Regions from separate parts of the Mus musculus genome. Here regions 2, 3, 4 and 5 are each linked to region 1. The links are chromatin contacts, called in public Hi-C, HiChIP or PLAC-seq and promoter capture Hi-C maps. All regions are on one chromosome and are shown on one strand. Each heading gives the region's core, a stretch centred on a gene start, on an enhancer-like site or on the middle of the called end of the contact. The rest is flanking DNA. Distances are from core to core; before and after follow the strand shown.

Region 1 (3,036 bases), core at 358-2,857:
TCTCAAGGGCCTATGGGGGAGGCATAAAGCTATGCCTGATAACCTCAATCCAATCCTTAGAATTCTCAAGTGGTCTCTGATACCACATGAGTTTCCTCCTCAGGGTTAGTGTTAGATTTACAGACACGTCATATGCACATTATTAAGAAGACAAAAAGTTAAATATGCTCATATATGCAACATCACAAAATAAGTATTAAGAAGTTTAGTTCACATAACAATATATGGGTTTAGTTTTTAAATTTATTTCCATTACTTTGACATGAATGCAGGTGTGCAGTTTTATCAGAAGAGGTTGTCAGTTACCTGTAGCTGTAGAAAAAAATTGTTAAAGATTTTAATAACTGCTTGAAATTTTTGGTTTAGGGTTTGTGAACAATAGATCTACAAATAACAGGCTTATTTATTACACATAATAAATTTACCTACTTTCCCAGTGTTGAGAATTAATTCTAGGTTCTCATGTATGGTAAGTTGGGACTTGGGGGAGTTGTTTTTAAGTAACTTCTCTGGCTTAAGGCCATCTTGGAAGGGCCTACTGGATATTAACAGTTTTATGGAAATACGGTGGTTTCTTAAACTAGCAAGAGATAAGTGAGCTGTTTTTAAAAGGGATTATGCTATGGGAACTAAAGGCAGGTTACCCAAGTTTCAGAAAATACGCTATCTGACAGCTTTGGTAGGTGTTCAATAAAGTAGAGGACAGTGTCCACAGTTTGGCTTTACCAAACATGGGAGAGGTTTCTAAAAACTCAATTCACTTTGGCCTACCCTAGGAGTGGGCACTTCGTTGTTCCATTTATTTTCTGTTGACAGGAACACGAATGTGAAAAACACACAGTTGTTAAAAGCCCTGTGCATTCCATTTAACCGTTGAAGCAAAATTGTGCTGTTGATGGAATTCATTTTGTAAAATGAAAAATAGTATTTTTCCCTGCTCCTTATTATGATGGTGATTCTTCTTCTTATTTATTTATTTCGTTTTTTTCTTTTCTTTTTTTTTTTTTGGTTTTTCGAGACAGGGTTTCTCTTTATAGCCCTGGCTGTCCTGGAACTCACTCAGTAGACCAGGCTGGCCTCGAACTCAGAAATTCGCCTGCCTCTGCCTCCCAAGTGCTGGGATTAAAGGCGTGCGCCACCACTCGGCATTTCTGCATTCTGTTTATAAAGGAATACAGAATGCTAACCGGAACAGATAAAGACATTTAGGTCTTATTATAAAGTAGAGCTGCCTAGGGGGATAAAGGACGCAGACTTAACACTGACCGAGCCAGAAACACTATTCCCAAAGTAGGTGTTTCAGCAGTGCGTAGAGAAAACGGAGATAGATGCTGCGCGCCTTGGGCGGAAACAGCCGAGTCACAAAAAGTACTCAAGCCACAATTTCCTTGAGTGGAAACTGAAACTCAACAGCAAGGCAGTTTGCTCGCCCCGCCTACCCCTGCAGTTCCGGTTCCCGCTCTGAACTCCACCCCAGCAAGGAAAGGAGTTAAGAGAGCCTCAAGCGGCTCATTGCCGCGTGGGAAAGGCGGAGTCTTACGTCATCTCTAGCGCGACACTGGACAGGGCTTTCGGCTGGGAAGGTCAGGCGTGGCCTCGGGTTCGCGCATGCGCGCAACCTCCTGGTGCTAGTGCTCTAGTTGGCCGCCCGCTCCGTGTAACCATGCTGTGCCGGTCGTGTGCCGGGTGGCTCAGGTCGCTGCCCACCCTGCGGCTCCCGGCACCGGGATCACCGCCCGCCTGGAGCAGCGCGCGGCTCCCAGCCCTTCCGGTATGGGCAGCCGCTTCGGTGTCTGCGGCCTCTCCAGGTGGCTGGTATGAGGCCCTGGCAGCGTCGGCGCCGGTGCGCACCGCGGAGGAAGTGCTGCTGGGCGCGCAGGAGGCTACCGGCCTCCCCTGGTGGAGCAACATCATACTCAGCACCGTTGCCCTGCGCGGTGCTGTCACTCTGCCCCTGGCCGCCTATCAGCACTACATCCTGGCTAAGGTGAGGGGCGTCGGTCCCCGTGCTGCCTGCCTGCTAGTGTTAACATGGAGGCTAAAATAATTTAGTTAGCATTGCATGTTAAATGATGGTTGGTGACTCGAGTACCTTCCAGTTCACCCGACCTACCAAGTATTTATTCGAAATACAAGTGCCTCCCAAATGTTCGGTTGAGACCAATATTCAGAAGAAATGGCACGGAGGAACCTGAAACATTAGGGTCATAAACATTTTAAGAGTCTGCAGCATCATTTGTCACTATTGATACTGCTCTTTATTACTAGAAAGGTATCACTAAGTTAGCAGTTTCCAGACATGAATTCTTCCTCTGGGCCTACCACCTACTACCCTGTATCTGATGGATTGAAACTTCGAGTTGGCTTTTTAGGAACTCTGTTCAGTGGAATTGGTATAACGTTACCTCCCCCATGGCTGTGCCTGGGGGTGGGGGTGGGGTAAGTCAAGATTTTAATTTGAGTCACAGAGGATTGCCAGGAAGGGAGCAGCAGCATTGAGCCAGGAAGCATTCACAGTGAGGTGTTAACACTGGAATGCTGTTTTCTCTCTCCTGGGAAATGTAGGGATGGAACAGTAAGAACCAGGATGCAGTTTTCATTTACTCGAAATCCTATGGAGGAGGTGCTGTTAGATATGCTACATACTGGGAATCAGGATTTCAGGTTATGCACAGCCAGAAACAGAAAACATCAGGTACCCATAACCAAGAAGTTGCAGTTGGTTTAACTCAGTATGGTTGCCAAGATCACGCAGATAGATGTACAGGCAAGGAATTTAAATCTGGGGTCAAAGATACTTTAAGCAAACTAATATCTAATAGAGTTTTCTTAAATGTTTTCGATTACAAGTGTGATCAGTAAACAACATTTGTATATGGTCTAGGGAACAGAGACTAGAACTGTGAGTTTGGTTGTCCTGACCAAATGCTGAGTGGGGGAGGAAAGGGATTATGTGGTTTGTAGGTTATATAGTCTATTGTGGAGGCATTACAGAGCAGGGACAGCAGCAGAGTCCTTGGAGGAACACTGCTTACT
Region 2 (3,004 bases), core at 360-2,859, 2.1 Mb before region 1:
ATTGGGAAAAACTTTAGAAGTTAGCCATCTACATTCCACAAACATTGACGGCCTCTGGAAGGAAAAATCCCCTCATAGAACACTAACGCCCTCACGAGCACTCTTGATCTAACTGTCCTCAGGACTTATCCAGATATGATTATAAATTTCTTTTGATTTGGGCTCTAACATGGTGTCAGGTAACCTTGGATGAAGTTGATCTAGGAAACTGCTTAGGTTACACAGAATAATAACACCTTGATTCATCTATTAGTGTAAGACTAGTTACCATCTACCGGGCAGTGGTGGCGCATACCTTTAATCCCGGCAGTAGGGAGGCAGAGGCAGGCAGATTTCTGAGTTCAAAGTCAGCCTGGTCTACAGAGTGAGTTCCAGGACAGCCAGGGCTACATAGAGAAACCCTGTCTCGAAAAAAACAAAACAAAACAAAAACAAAACAAAACAAAAACCTAGTTACCATCCAACAGCTGTTTTCCCCTCTGTGGTTAGAATTAAGAGAGTTGCCTGGGTGCGGTGGTGGCACACACCTTTAAGACCCAACACTCCTGAGGCAGAGTCAGATGGATCTCTGAGTTCAAGGCCAGCCTGGTCTACAGAGTGAGTTCCAGGACCGCCAAGGCTACACAGAGAAACCTGTCTCAAAAAACAAAACCAAACAAACAAACCAACACCAACAAAAAAACAATCTAACCTCCACCCCTGCTCTTTGCCATTCTCTAAAACATATTCTCTAAGCATACTCCTCATGGATTTTTTTCTTCTACCTTTAGTACAGCCTAAAAGAAAATGATTCTCATTTCTGACAAGGTTTTTGTTTTAGTGATGTGTGTGCAACTCTGTGTGGGTATGTGTGCTGTGAGCACAGGCACCTGCTGAGGGCACACATTTCTCAGGAGCTGGAGTTAACTATAGATGGTTGAGAGCCACCGTGTGTTGCAAACTGAGCCTGAGTCCCTACAGCAGTACCAGATCTTAGCTGCTAAACCATCTCCAGCCCCTAATCCTCATTTTATAATACAGGATCTCATGTATCTCAGGTTTCTCTCAAATTCCTATGTAACTGAGGATGACCTTGGAGTCTCAACCCTCCCGCCGCCTCTTCTCTGAGTATGCGGGTTGCAGGCATGAGCCAACACACGCAGTTTATGGAGAGCTGGAGAAGAAACCTAGGGTCTCCTATGAGATAGGACACCTGAACCAGTCCCCAGGCCCCTGCTTAATTTCTGTCGTTTTTCTTGAGACAGAGTAAGCCTCGGGCTTGCCCCAAACAAATATAATGCTCCTGCCTCAGCTTCCTGAGTACAGGGATTACAGTTGTATGCTGTCATACCTGAGTCCCATATTAATCCTCATTTATTTGGGCCACCATAAGAATGCTGAGCTAGATGGGGAGAACTGGGAGGAATTGGCGGAGGAAAAAGAACATGATCAAATATATTGTATAAAAATTGTTTTCAGTGGAAAAGAATGTTGAGATAAGGAAACCTGCTCCAGAGTTTGGTGACAACCAGTAGCGGTTGTCCACCGGCAGGGACCGATAGCGTGCAGACGCCTACAAAGAGTTGCAGCAGGGTGGTGAAGTTTGATCCTCTGAGCGTTCCGTAGCTCGGTCGGGCAAGCGGCGTGTCCCACGTGCCGTTTCCGGTTACACTGGGACCCACGAGTCTAAGCTGCCGCGGGGCCCGGGCTGCGACTGACAGAGGCGGACGTTTTCCAAGCACTGCTCGCCAGGGAGCCCACCCACAGCCACCATGTCCGGCAGGAACAACAACAAGCTGCCCAGCAACCTGCCGCAGTTACAGAACCTGATCAAGCGGGACCCGCCGGCCTACGTGGAGGAGGTGGGACCGGGATCCGGCTCCCCGGGATGCTCCGGTGTGCTTCCGGGGGCCTGGGGAGGAAACGGACGGGGGATGGAGATACGGGGGACGGGACATGCAGACCCCACCAACACTGAAACACACCCTAAAACCTGCTGCCTCCGGGTTTATCCGCCCGCCTCGCCGACGTGGGCCGGTAACGTCCGTTGGCCGCCTCAGAGCAAAAACTCGAGTTAGCCCCTAGCATACGATGAGTCGTGTGTTAAACATGCTTTCCACAGACGGCCTCTCCCGAGTGCCCCAAGCTCTGCCAAGAAGAGCAAGGAGTTCTCAGATGGCAGGGCCACCCCACAGTCAAGAGTGTAGAAGATGTAGTTAAGCCACAGTTCAAACTCCCTGGGAGTCACCCTGAGCTAGATTTGAAAAAAATGCTTTGAGGGAAATGTGCGGTCTAAAACTCTGTTAGGTCCAGTTTGTGAGGGGCATGGCATACTCCAAGTGTGTGAATTCATAAGAACCACGAAATGAAGGCCGTGACTTTGTACTCTTAACCTGGTAGATAGATTAAGACGCGCCTTTGCCTTTATTATTTGTCTTCTTACACACCGCCCTTCCCAATCCTCCCTGTCTCCCCCCCCCCCTTACTGGTCCCCTTCTCTCCTCAGACAGCCCCCACTTCACTTCTGTATACACATCACATTTATTTCAGTTCCCTGCATCCCTTTAAGGTCTCTTCTTCCAGAGCTGGGGAGTTGACTCAATGGTTAAGAGCACTGGCTGTTCTTCCAGAGGACCTGGGTTCAAGGCCCAGCACTTACATGATAGCTCATAACCATCTGTTGCTCTAGTGTTAGGGGATGCGACACCCGACTTCTGGCCTCTGGATACTAGGCATATGTATACACGCACATACAAGTAGGCAAGCTCTCAATACACATTAAACATAAGCTCTTACTGGGTTCCCCTTTCTAACTTGTGTCACAAACTAAATTGAAATCTGACTTTTGCTTCTGAGAGGAAACAGGCTACCTCTCTGAGTCTGGTTTAATTTCTTAACATCTTTCCTCCTGTTGTCATGGTTTCAGCTCTTGATTGGAAAAAACTAAATGCATGTACCACATTTTCACTACACATTCTGTTGATGGACTTAAAGGCTGGCTCTGCTTCTTGCTGCCGTGGTTCGT
Region 3 (2,748 bases), core at 193-2,692, 2.2 Mb before region 1:
ATATTTAAAATTAAACAAACGCTGAGCACAGTGGCATTCATGTATAACCATAACACTGGGCAGGCAGAATCAGGAGTCCCCTGGGGCTTGCTGGCTGGACAGTCTTGCCAAATAAGCGATGAGATCTAGATTTATTGAGAGACCTTGTATTAGAAATTAAGAGTAAATTAGGAAGACACCCATGTCAATCTCTGGCCTTCAGGCACGTGTGCACATATGTGTGTATACACTCTTCCCACACATGCATGTGCTCTCTCTCTCTCTCTCACACACACACAAAATGGGGCAAAGAGGTTCCTGAGAAAACTAAAATTAGATCTACCACATGACCCAGCTATGTCTATAAGGACTCCAAGTTAGTCTATCACATAGATGTATATCAATCTCTACTGAAGCATTAGTCACAATTGTTAACAAACCTAGTTGCCTAACAACAGAGGGATGGATCAGAAACAGAGGATGGTATATACTCAAAAGAGTTTTCAGCCCTAAGAAGGAAGTTATGTTGTCATTTGCACAAAACTGAATATCACTGGAGATAAACATTATTAAGTGAATTAAGCCAGTCACAGAAGGAAAAAAATTCATTTATGATTCCTAGGTTTAATTAAACACATAAATCATATGACATGGAAAATGAAGTAAAATTACTAGGGAACTAATGGGAGAGACAGGGAGAAGACAGAAAATTTAGGAGTAGGAATATATATTCAAAATACAACATAAACTTGTATCAAGATGTCCTAATGTAACACAGTGCCATGTACAATAAATATTTTTAAAAGGAGAAAAGAATCGGGGCTAAGTAGAGAAAAACCAGCGAAGTGACTTTGGGGATGCTGCTTTGCAACTCTAATCCTCAGTCCTCCTGTCTCGTCTGTGCCAATTAGTCAACGACAGAAATCTTCTCTGTGTAGTTGAGGATTAAATGTTCCCCAGAAGTGCGATGCAGGGCACAGATTTTACCAGTTAGTGGGCCCATTTGCTTCATCGAGGTCAGCCCTTCTTCTTGGTCAATGACAATAGTAGTAAACTGTCTGAAACGCAGCTGGGGGTTTAAAAAAATATGCAAAAACAATTACTAGCGTGCATTCCACATAGCTAACACACGTGTTACCACCATCGCCATCATCTTTCCATCACTCTCGAATGCCTCTTTCTCAACTGCTTTATCTACTCAAACCTCCTTTCCTCCGGGAAGGACCGCTCCTCAGAGGTAAGGGCAGTACTTTCACGCGGTCCCTGCACACTGTCACTTCTCTAAAGTGGCTTCAGAGAGCCACCATACAACACCCCATGTCCAACTTCTCATCACTTCCCCTTTGTGGTGACGCCCCACACCACGTGAAAGCCACAAACACACCCCCGGAAGTGATCGGTGGTAGGCGTTCCCGTTCGATCATCCCACCCACTCCATCCTTGCTTGGTTCCTGCCTGCTCCGCTTAGACCGGGAAGGAGGCGGAACTAATGGTACGGACCGCCTGACGGTTCCCAGCCGGACAGAAGAGCGGAGGGCACTGGGCGTCGCGCCGCGCGAGCCCGGGGCCATCTAAGTGCTGCTCCCGCGACATGGCTTTCAATTTTGGGGCTCCTTCGGGCACTTCGGGCACCTCTACAGCCACCGCGGCACCGGCGGGTGAGTCAGCCCTGGGCCTACCTTCTTCCTCCAAGGAACCAAAGCCTCGGGCCCGCCCCCTCGATCCGATCGGTCCGGCTGGGGGGTCCCGGGGTTGCCCTGGCACTCGGGACACCTTGGAGTCATTTGGAGAGGGCGGTGGCGGTGGTGGCGGCGGCGGTGGCGGTGGGAGGGCCGCGGGCTGCTCAGGCTCAGCCTGGGGCTCGCACAGCACGCTCAACCCGCGTGGCTCGGCCGCCGCGGTGCTTCCCGCCATTGGGGTGTCCGCCCAGGAGAGGCCGGAGGCTACGCCCCTCTCATTTCCCGGGACCCCGCGTCCCCTCGTCCGTCTCAGCCTCAAGGTCCAGACGGGTAAAGTTGGAGCCAGGCTGCCCGCAGCTCCCTCTGTCCCCTCCCCAGCCCGGGGGGGGGGGATGCTCGGCCCCCGCCCGTGCTGCCCTTCGCTCCTTCTGTCTGTCCGCACCTTGGCTTTCTTCCCCTGATCCGGTGCAGGTCAGGTTTGTTCACGCTGTGAAACCTCTTGCTGATTCTTGTAATTCTTACCTTTCTTTCTTCTCCTTTTCTCTTTCCCTCCTCTCACCTTTTCAAATTTTTGTTTCTCTTGCCTCCACGACTATCAGGATTTGGTGGGCTTGAGACTGCCAACTCCACCGCCGGTGGGTTTAATTTTGGGGGTTTCGGATTAACCGCTAACCCTGCAGTGAACTTTAATATTGGGAATTTCGGTGTTTCTACTACCTCGGCGACTCCGTTCAATTTTGGTAACAGTCTGGCGAGTGCAGGTAGATACTGGGGTCATGTGTGTAACGAGTATGGGGGCTGGAGTCCAAGAATGTTCCGATGTCCCTAGAGTTTGGGGGAAGAAATGGCACTTGTCTAATAAAGAAAGGGGTTTATTTCCTAAGATCAAATCAAATATATTTAAAGTTTTGGCTGCTTTAAAAGATGTGGGTTTTGGAAAGCCTTAAAGAATTAGAATGCACCTTGGTTGGATTTTCATTTAATGATACAGAGCACAGCTTCCAAATGATAAGTTGGGAACCGAATATTTTTTAAAACATTAGCTTTAGCAGAAGGTAAGCGTTTCCCTGGGATTCTTGGACTCCTGCAG
Region 4 (2,975 bases), core at 155-2,654, 3.0 Mb before region 1:
AATGTAAGCTTCAGTGCTTTCCATATGTTGCTTCCTGTGCCTATATTTTTCTTTGCCCAGTGGTTTCAAGACTCATCTTAAATGTCACTTCCTCAGAGAAACCTTTACTGAGAGCCCAGAGCAGGTTAAAGGCGTTTCCACACTGGTCTGAAATTTTCCATCTTAATCCTTCTGCTACTGACACTTGTTTATGAGGTCAGAAATCAAATACTGAGAGCCTTTCACATACAGAAATGCAGTATAAAACAAACTATACAAGATCCAGGCCATCCATGAGTTCATATGGGGAGGGGATGGCTATAGAGTAAAACAGTCTTTTGGGTAATTTCATACAGTGATCAATGGGTATCTCTGTGCCTGAGTTGCAAACTCCTTGAAGACAGGAGCCTTTTGTTTTCAAGCTAATTCCAGTTCTGTAAAAACCTGATCGGGTTTTTTTTTTGTTTTTGTTTTTGTTTTTTTCCAGTGATGTAAAATGAATGCTTGACTAGGTAAATGGTTAAGTTCCAGGTCTCCCCTTCTTCCCAAAGCTATCTGCATTCTTTTCATAAGTAGAACCATTGTAAGATTTGCAAAATTTACCAACTGGAGTAAAAAGTACTCAAGTAAATAAAACACATTTAGTTCACATTCGTTAAGGACCTAGTTAGTGATAAACAGGACCCTGAAATACTAGACATACTGGCTCATGACTAGAATTCCATTGGCGCACAGCCAAGCCGTCAGTAGTCTAATCCACTGTTTTTACAAGTAGCCTTAAGCACGCAGGATATGATCCCCTTAATTTTCTTAATTCTAAAGTGCTTCAGTCTCCCATCACCCACAGGATGGTTAAAAAGATGCATGTCCTTACTCACTAATAGGAACGGGACAACATAATTTTGCGTAAGGTCAACAAAGAATGTGATCTTTACACAAAAGATCTCCATCCACGTCTAATAAATTCGTTCAGGAGGGCTAAGGACAAGTTGGGCTGGGAAACACTGGGAGACTCTAGGTTGGGCGCAGGCGCTCACCCAGAAACCCTTCCCTGAGGCTAGGCTCCTTTCTTTCCAGAGGCGCATGCGCAGCACACTCTCCGGCCACTGCACGCCTCCTCGGCTAACAAGCCTCTTACGTCACCGAACAGGCGGCGGGGGTTCTTCCGCGCGCCCGAGGAAAAAGAGTCCGCGCACCTTTCCTTCTCTTTGTGCACACAAAATGCACTTTCCCTTTTCATCCCAGTCCCAGCGCCTTCCCCAGGTCGTCTCCGGAAGCTCGTCTTTGTTCAAACTCTCCTGTGCGTCCATAAGACACGGAAGTTCGTCTTTGTTCAAACTCTCCTATGCGTCCGTGGGACACCGGAGGTGGCCAGGAAGAGACGAGAACACTGGCGTTGTTTACAGACACGCGCGGCCGAAATCAGTCCGCGAGGGCGGGGCTAGGCGGCCGGCGCTTTTTCGTACGCTCCTCCCTCCCCAGCCTTCCCCCGCGAGCGGACGCGCCAGCGCCTCTGTCTCGCTTTTTCTTATTTTCTCCCCCTTTCCCCTTCCTTTTCTTTTCTTTTTTCCCCTTCCCCCCTTCCACCATTTCCCCTCGGAGGCGTTTCCCTCGGGCAGGGGCAGAGCCGGCCTCACCCCGCGCCTCTCCCCGGCCCCCGCCGCCCTATGGCGAGAGGGCGCCCCCTCCTCACCCGGGCACCAGCGGCGGCGGTCGGAGGAGCGGGACCGGCGGCGGCGGCCTCGGGCCCAGGGTCATCATGGAACTAGTTCGCTGAGTGACCCCTCGGCCGCAGCCGTGCGTCCCGCCCGAGTACCCGCGCCCGCCGGCCCGGTTTGCCCTCTTCTCCCTCCTCAGACGGCCCGGCCCTGGTCCCGCGCGCCCCGCTGCCGCGCGCCGAGGATCATGAGGTGGTAACGGGCCCCCGGATGACCCCGCGTCACCACTGTGAGGCCTACAGCTCTGCCGGGGAGGAGGAGGAGGAGGAAGAGGAGGAGAAGAAGAAGGTGAGGGCGGGGGCGCGGCGCGGTCGCCGTGCGCGCCGCTGGAGTGGGAGCTCGCGGGGGCGCGCGCCGCTCCCCCGAGGACCGGTCCCCTCGGCGAACCTTTCCTGGGCACCTCGGGGACCCCCTCGCCGTCTCTGGCAGCGCTGCGTGGGTTTCCTTTGAGCCCGGCCTTTTTTTCTTTTTTTTTTTTTTTTTTGGTCCCCAAGTAACTTGTAGCCACAGCCCGTCACCGACTGGGGTGCCAGTTCCAGGCTCCGCGAGCCAGTGCTAATAAAGAAGGTGACACACCCCCACCCACAGAAGCCACCGATCCCTCGTGACCACCGAACATAATTTACCGGGCAGAGTATTGTGAATGTCAAGCCAATAGTTATCTTCCTCTGCCCTACCCCCCCCCCCCCCCGCCACCCACACACCGCGCGCGGGAGTGTAACGTCGTCTAGGGCTTGGGCCGGTGGAGGAAACTAGAGAGGTGAGGGAACTGAGTTGCATCATAAAGGACAGAAAAATGCCGAATTTTGCAAGAGCTAAATGCTCTCTGCAGAGTTAGCCTGCTCCACCGCAGGTCATTTAGGCAGAAGTTGAACATTGTGTAGTAAATTCGTGGAAAGTGTGAGGTAAATAGATCAACGAGGTAAATGGATCAACTGAAGGTCTTAGAATAGCAAAGTAAAATACTTACGTTTCACTTTGTCAGTGAAGAGCCATTGAGTGTTTGAACAGCAGCCTGGTAAACCTAGAAACTTTCTGGACAGCTAGGGATGGAGACATACACACACATACATATATGTATGTACCCTGTCTTAAAAGGGGTTAAAAAAAGGGTTAGGTTAAAAGCCAAGAGTATTTGTTTATTCTGGTCAAGTAATTCTTAAAAATTAAGAGTATTCAACCTACCTGTGTGTTTGTTCATCTTTTAAATGGATTTAGTAATTCCACCATCATAGGGTTAAACAAGGATTACTTAGAGTAATATGAACAATAGCTAGC
Region 5 (3,092 bases), core at 579-3,078, 2.1 Mb before region 1:
AGCCAGAGGCAGTTGGAACAGGCCTGCTAATCCTAAATCAGCATCAAAGGGGCCTTAAAAGGAAATTGGGCCAAGTTGTAAAACAGAAAGGCAAAATGGGAACTGCCATTCCAGGAAGGGCTGCAAGAGTGGAAGTTTAAAGGAATCACTAGGGAAGGAAATTCGGAGTAAAAATACAGCTTCCTGTTTCAGGGGTACTGCACCTTTTTTTTTTTTAAGGTAAAAACATTTGAAAGATTTATTTATTTAATGTATATGAGTACCCTGTAGCAGACACTCCAGAAGAGGGCATTGGATTCCATTACAGATGTTTGTGAGCCACCATGTGATTGCTGGGATTTGAACTCAGGACCTCTGGAAGAGCAGTCAGTGCTCTTAGCCACTGAGCCATCTCTCCAGCCCAATAAAAACACTTTATAATCACGACTTTTTAACATACAAATATATAGAGCACAAGGAAACATTTACCAATCCAATGTTAATATCCTGGCTTTTTTGTTGCTTTTGTTTTATAAGTGAAAGCATGAGAGGCTGGCTTTCTGGCTCACGCCTGTAATCCCAGTACCCAGGGCTCAAGCGGGAGGAGCAGGAGGGTGGGGTCAGTCTGGGCTATGTTCTGCCTACAGAGAGGAAGTTCAGTATAAGAAGAGAACCAAAAAGTGGAACTGAAGCACTCACCATGACCCCTCCCTCAAGTGCTGCTAATCTCAGATGTGTGTGTGTGTGTGTGTGTGTGTGTGTGTGTGTGTGTGTGTGCGCGCGCGCACGCTCCTGTGTGTGTCTTCAGCACAGTATTATTTAGTATCTTAAAATTTGGCATAGAGTATCAGTTTGTGCTTTTGCTGACTGTAACTCAGCATTAGCATGTTTGTGTGTGTGTTGTGTGGCGGTGCACGTGTGTGTGTGTGCACATGGAGGCTAGAGGCTGACATGGGGGTCTTTGTTACTTTCCACTGCAGGCAGGGATTTTTTCCTGAGGCAGCGTTGCTCTCTCACTGAACATGCTGCTCACTTGACTTGGGTGAGCTGAATGTGCAGTTTAGCTCCATCCCAGCAAGAGGCCACTGGGGTGGACTAGCCCTGGGGTCCTTCGGCCTGCTCACTAGCTCCATCCTCATGGCTTGTTCGGCTTGCTTTCTTATAGAACCCAGGATCATCAGGCCAGGGATGGCGCCACCCACAAAGGGATGGGCCCACTCCCATCGATCGCTTATTGAGAAAATGTCTTACAGCTGGATCTCATGGAAGCATTGTCCTCAACCGAGGCGCCTCTCTGACGGCTCTAGCTTGTGTTGACACAGAACCATCCAGTACACCGGCGCTGGTTGAAACAGAGTCTGAACTTTAGGTGTTTAAGTACAGCGCAATTTTAGGGAAAAGACGTTTCCTGGTAACAATTATCTCAATCTCATGTGCACAGTAAAGCTTACGGCATCTTAAGGACCTTGGGCAGGATCGGGTGTGGTCTTGGGCATACATATTTCATAGAGTCATCAAACTACAAAGTGCATGTGACATCTTCCGTAAGGATAGGTTCTATTGACTGAGAAACAATGCTTACGAGTCTGGGAAGTCTAGGATAGAAGTATAGTCTAGGGGGTTCGGGTGAGGTCTGGCCCTACGTATAGCACAAATCACCAGGTTATTAAGTACAACCACTCCCGGCCTTTTACACAGAGATGTGATACTGCCTCTAGCTGTGAGTGAGAAGCAGGCTTAATCCCGCTGGGGCAGGAGGCGGTGTCAGTGCTTGGGTTCCTGACCGGGTGGAGCGCAGGCCCCGCCTTCAGTGCCAGCACCGCCCCAGGCCTCCCACTCCGCCTCCCCAGGACAGCAAAGATTCATTGGTCCGGTGGTGGCCTCAGAAGCCGGAGCTATGGGGACCCTAGCCACCAGGGCCGCGTGCCATGGGGCACACCTGGCCCTGGCTCTGTTGCTGCTACTGTCGCTGTCCGGTCCCTGGCTGTCGGCTGTCGTCCCCGGGACTCCGCCTCTCTTCAACGTCAGTCTGGACGCGGCCCCGGAGCAGCGCTGGCTGCCGATGCTGCGGCACTACGACCCAGACTTCTTGCGCACCGCGGTGGCGCAGGTCATTGGGTGAGCGCGGGACTGGTCTGGTGAACTTGTAGTCAGGCTCTGCTCTTCCCTCGTTGCTGCACCTCTACCCTCTCACCGCTGCACCGCTGCCCTCCCCACTGCTCTGCGCAGCGCCCAGCGGGTGGCTGACCCAGCAAGGCCAGTTCGGCTCTCAAATTCGGAGCCTCCTGCGGCGCGCGCGTTTACCACACATTTTCCGGGTCAGGGTAACGCGCAAGGTGTCACCCAGTATGCTAAGCTGCAGCGTAGGGCATGCAGCCCAGGAAACTCCGCATCGTGGACCAGCCTGGCTGGCCTTACATGGAGGTTGGCACTGGAGGTAGTGGTGATTGCACTACCATTGGGTGTATCTCAGCCCTTATACTTTTCATTTCGAAAGTCTCGCTGGGAGTTTGACTATACATATATGAGTATATGGACAACATAAATTGGATTTGGTGGTTTGTTTTTGTTGTTGTTTTGTTTGTTTGTTTGTTTGAGGGGTAAGGCAAAGGTGGGAGGGTGGACTCGAGAGGAACGTGTGATCGGGTTGCATTGTATGAAATTCCCAAATAATGAATATAAATGTTATGATGTGAGAAAAAAAGAAAGAGATTCTCGCTGTGAAACATAAACTGCCCTTACAATCCTCCTGCCTCAGCCTCCTGAGTAGCTGGGATTACAGCCCTGCACTATCATGCCCACTTTATTCCCGCTGGTTTGAACGCTGGGAATGGAGCAGCTCTGAAAGTAATCTAGATTCCCAACATTCCTCCCGCCTCGTCCACGCATACGTGCACTGTCCATGCTCTGAGACGAGAAACAAACTTCGTACTTTTTCATTTCTAGCGACAGGGTTCCCCAGTGGGTACTCGGGATGGTCGGAGAAATTGTGTCGAAGGTGGAGAGCTTCCTGCCTCAGCCCTTCACCGACGAGATCCGCAGCATCTGTGACTCGCTCAACCTCAGCCTGGCTGACGGTATCTTGGTCAACCTGGCCTACGAGGCTTCCGCGT

The links. A called contact is a pair of places that touch in the nucleus more often than the background predicts. HiChIP or PLAC-seq counts read pairs in DNA pulled down with a chosen protein or histone mark. Capture Hi-C pulls out chosen DNA fragments and counts their contacts.
Region 2: a Hi-C map of B cells shows a contact between it and region 1, with 5 read pairs. The contact joins the promoter of Sdad1 here to the promoter of Cox18 in region 1. A contact is called at or near these places in 2 of 39 promoter capture datasets (hippocampal neurons and liver), 1 of 484 Hi-C or Micro-C datasets (B cells) and 1 of 115 datasets of contacts at active chromatin or transcription factors (astrocytes).
Region 3: a Hi-C map of erythroblasts shows a contact between it and region 1, with 9 times the contacts expected there. The contact joins the promoter of Nup54 here to the promoter of Cox18 in region 1. A contact is called at or near these places in 4 of 39 promoter capture datasets (cranial neural crest, frontonasal cranial neural crest, hippocampal neurons and 1 more), 1 of 484 Hi-C or Micro-C datasets (erythroblasts) and 1 of 115 datasets of contacts at active chromatin or transcription factors (astrocytes).
Region 4: a contact with region 1 is called in an H3K27ac HiChIP or PLAC-seq map of thymic regulatory T cells, with 10 times the contacts expected there. The contact joins the promoter of Ccni here to the promoter of Cox18 in region 1. A contact is called at or near these places in 1 of 39 promoter capture datasets (pre-B cells), 1 of 484 Hi-C or Micro-C datasets (CD4 T cells), 2 of 115 datasets of contacts at active chromatin or transcription factors (astrocytes and thymic regulatory T cells) and 1 of 9 other capture datasets (adipose tissue).
Region 5: a promoter capture Hi-C map of liver shows a contact between it and region 1, with 4 times the contacts expected there. The contact joins the promoter of Naaa here to the promoter of Cox18 in region 1. A contact is called at or near these places in 5 of 39 promoter capture datasets (the 3T3-L1 cell line, the C10 cell line, hippocampal neurons and 2 more) and 2 of 9 other capture datasets (embryonic stem cells and liver).

Annotation. Positions count from the first base shown.
Region 1 is chr5:90,222,567-90,225,602 of GRCm38.p6, reverse strand. It overlaps Cox18 (cytochrome c oxidase assembly protein 18), which reads left to right and starts at 1,607. Exons shown (of 6, transcript NM_001033310.3): 1 at 1,607-1,987. The coding sequence starts at 1,664.
Region 2 is chr5:92,308,629-92,311,632 of GRCm38.p6, reverse strand. It overlaps Sdad1 (SDA1 domain containing 1), which reads left to right and starts at 1,609. Exons shown (of 22, transcript NM_172713.2): 1 at 1,609-1,841. The coding sequence starts at 1,752.
Region 3 is chr5:92,433,893-92,436,640 of GRCm38.p6, reverse strand. It overlaps Nup54 (nucleoporin 54), which reads left to right and starts at 1,442. Exons shown (of 13, transcript NM_001359995.1): 1 at 1,442-1,637; 2 at 2,258-2,419. The coding sequence starts at 1,571. It overlaps Gm42114 (a long non-coding RNA gene), which reads right to left and starts at 2,030. Exons shown (of 2, transcript XR_880431.3): 1 at 1,659-2,030; 2 at 572-1,048.
Region 4 is chr5:93,204,924-93,207,898 of GRCm38.p6, reverse strand. Ccni (cyclin I) reads left to right here and starts at 1,404. Exons shown (of 7, transcript NM_017367.3): 1 at 1,404-1,985. 2010109A12Rik (RIKEN cDNA 2010109A12 gene) reads right to left here and starts at 1,381. Exons shown (of 3, transcript NM_029363.1): 1 at 1,176-1,381. The coding sequence starts at 1,219.
Region 5 is chr5:92,276,917-92,280,008 of GRCm38.p6, reverse strand. Naaa (N-acylethanolamine acid amidase) reads left to right here and starts at 1,828. Exons shown (of 11, transcript NM_025972.4): 1 at 1,828-2,097; 2 at 2,926-3,090. The coding sequence starts at 1,877.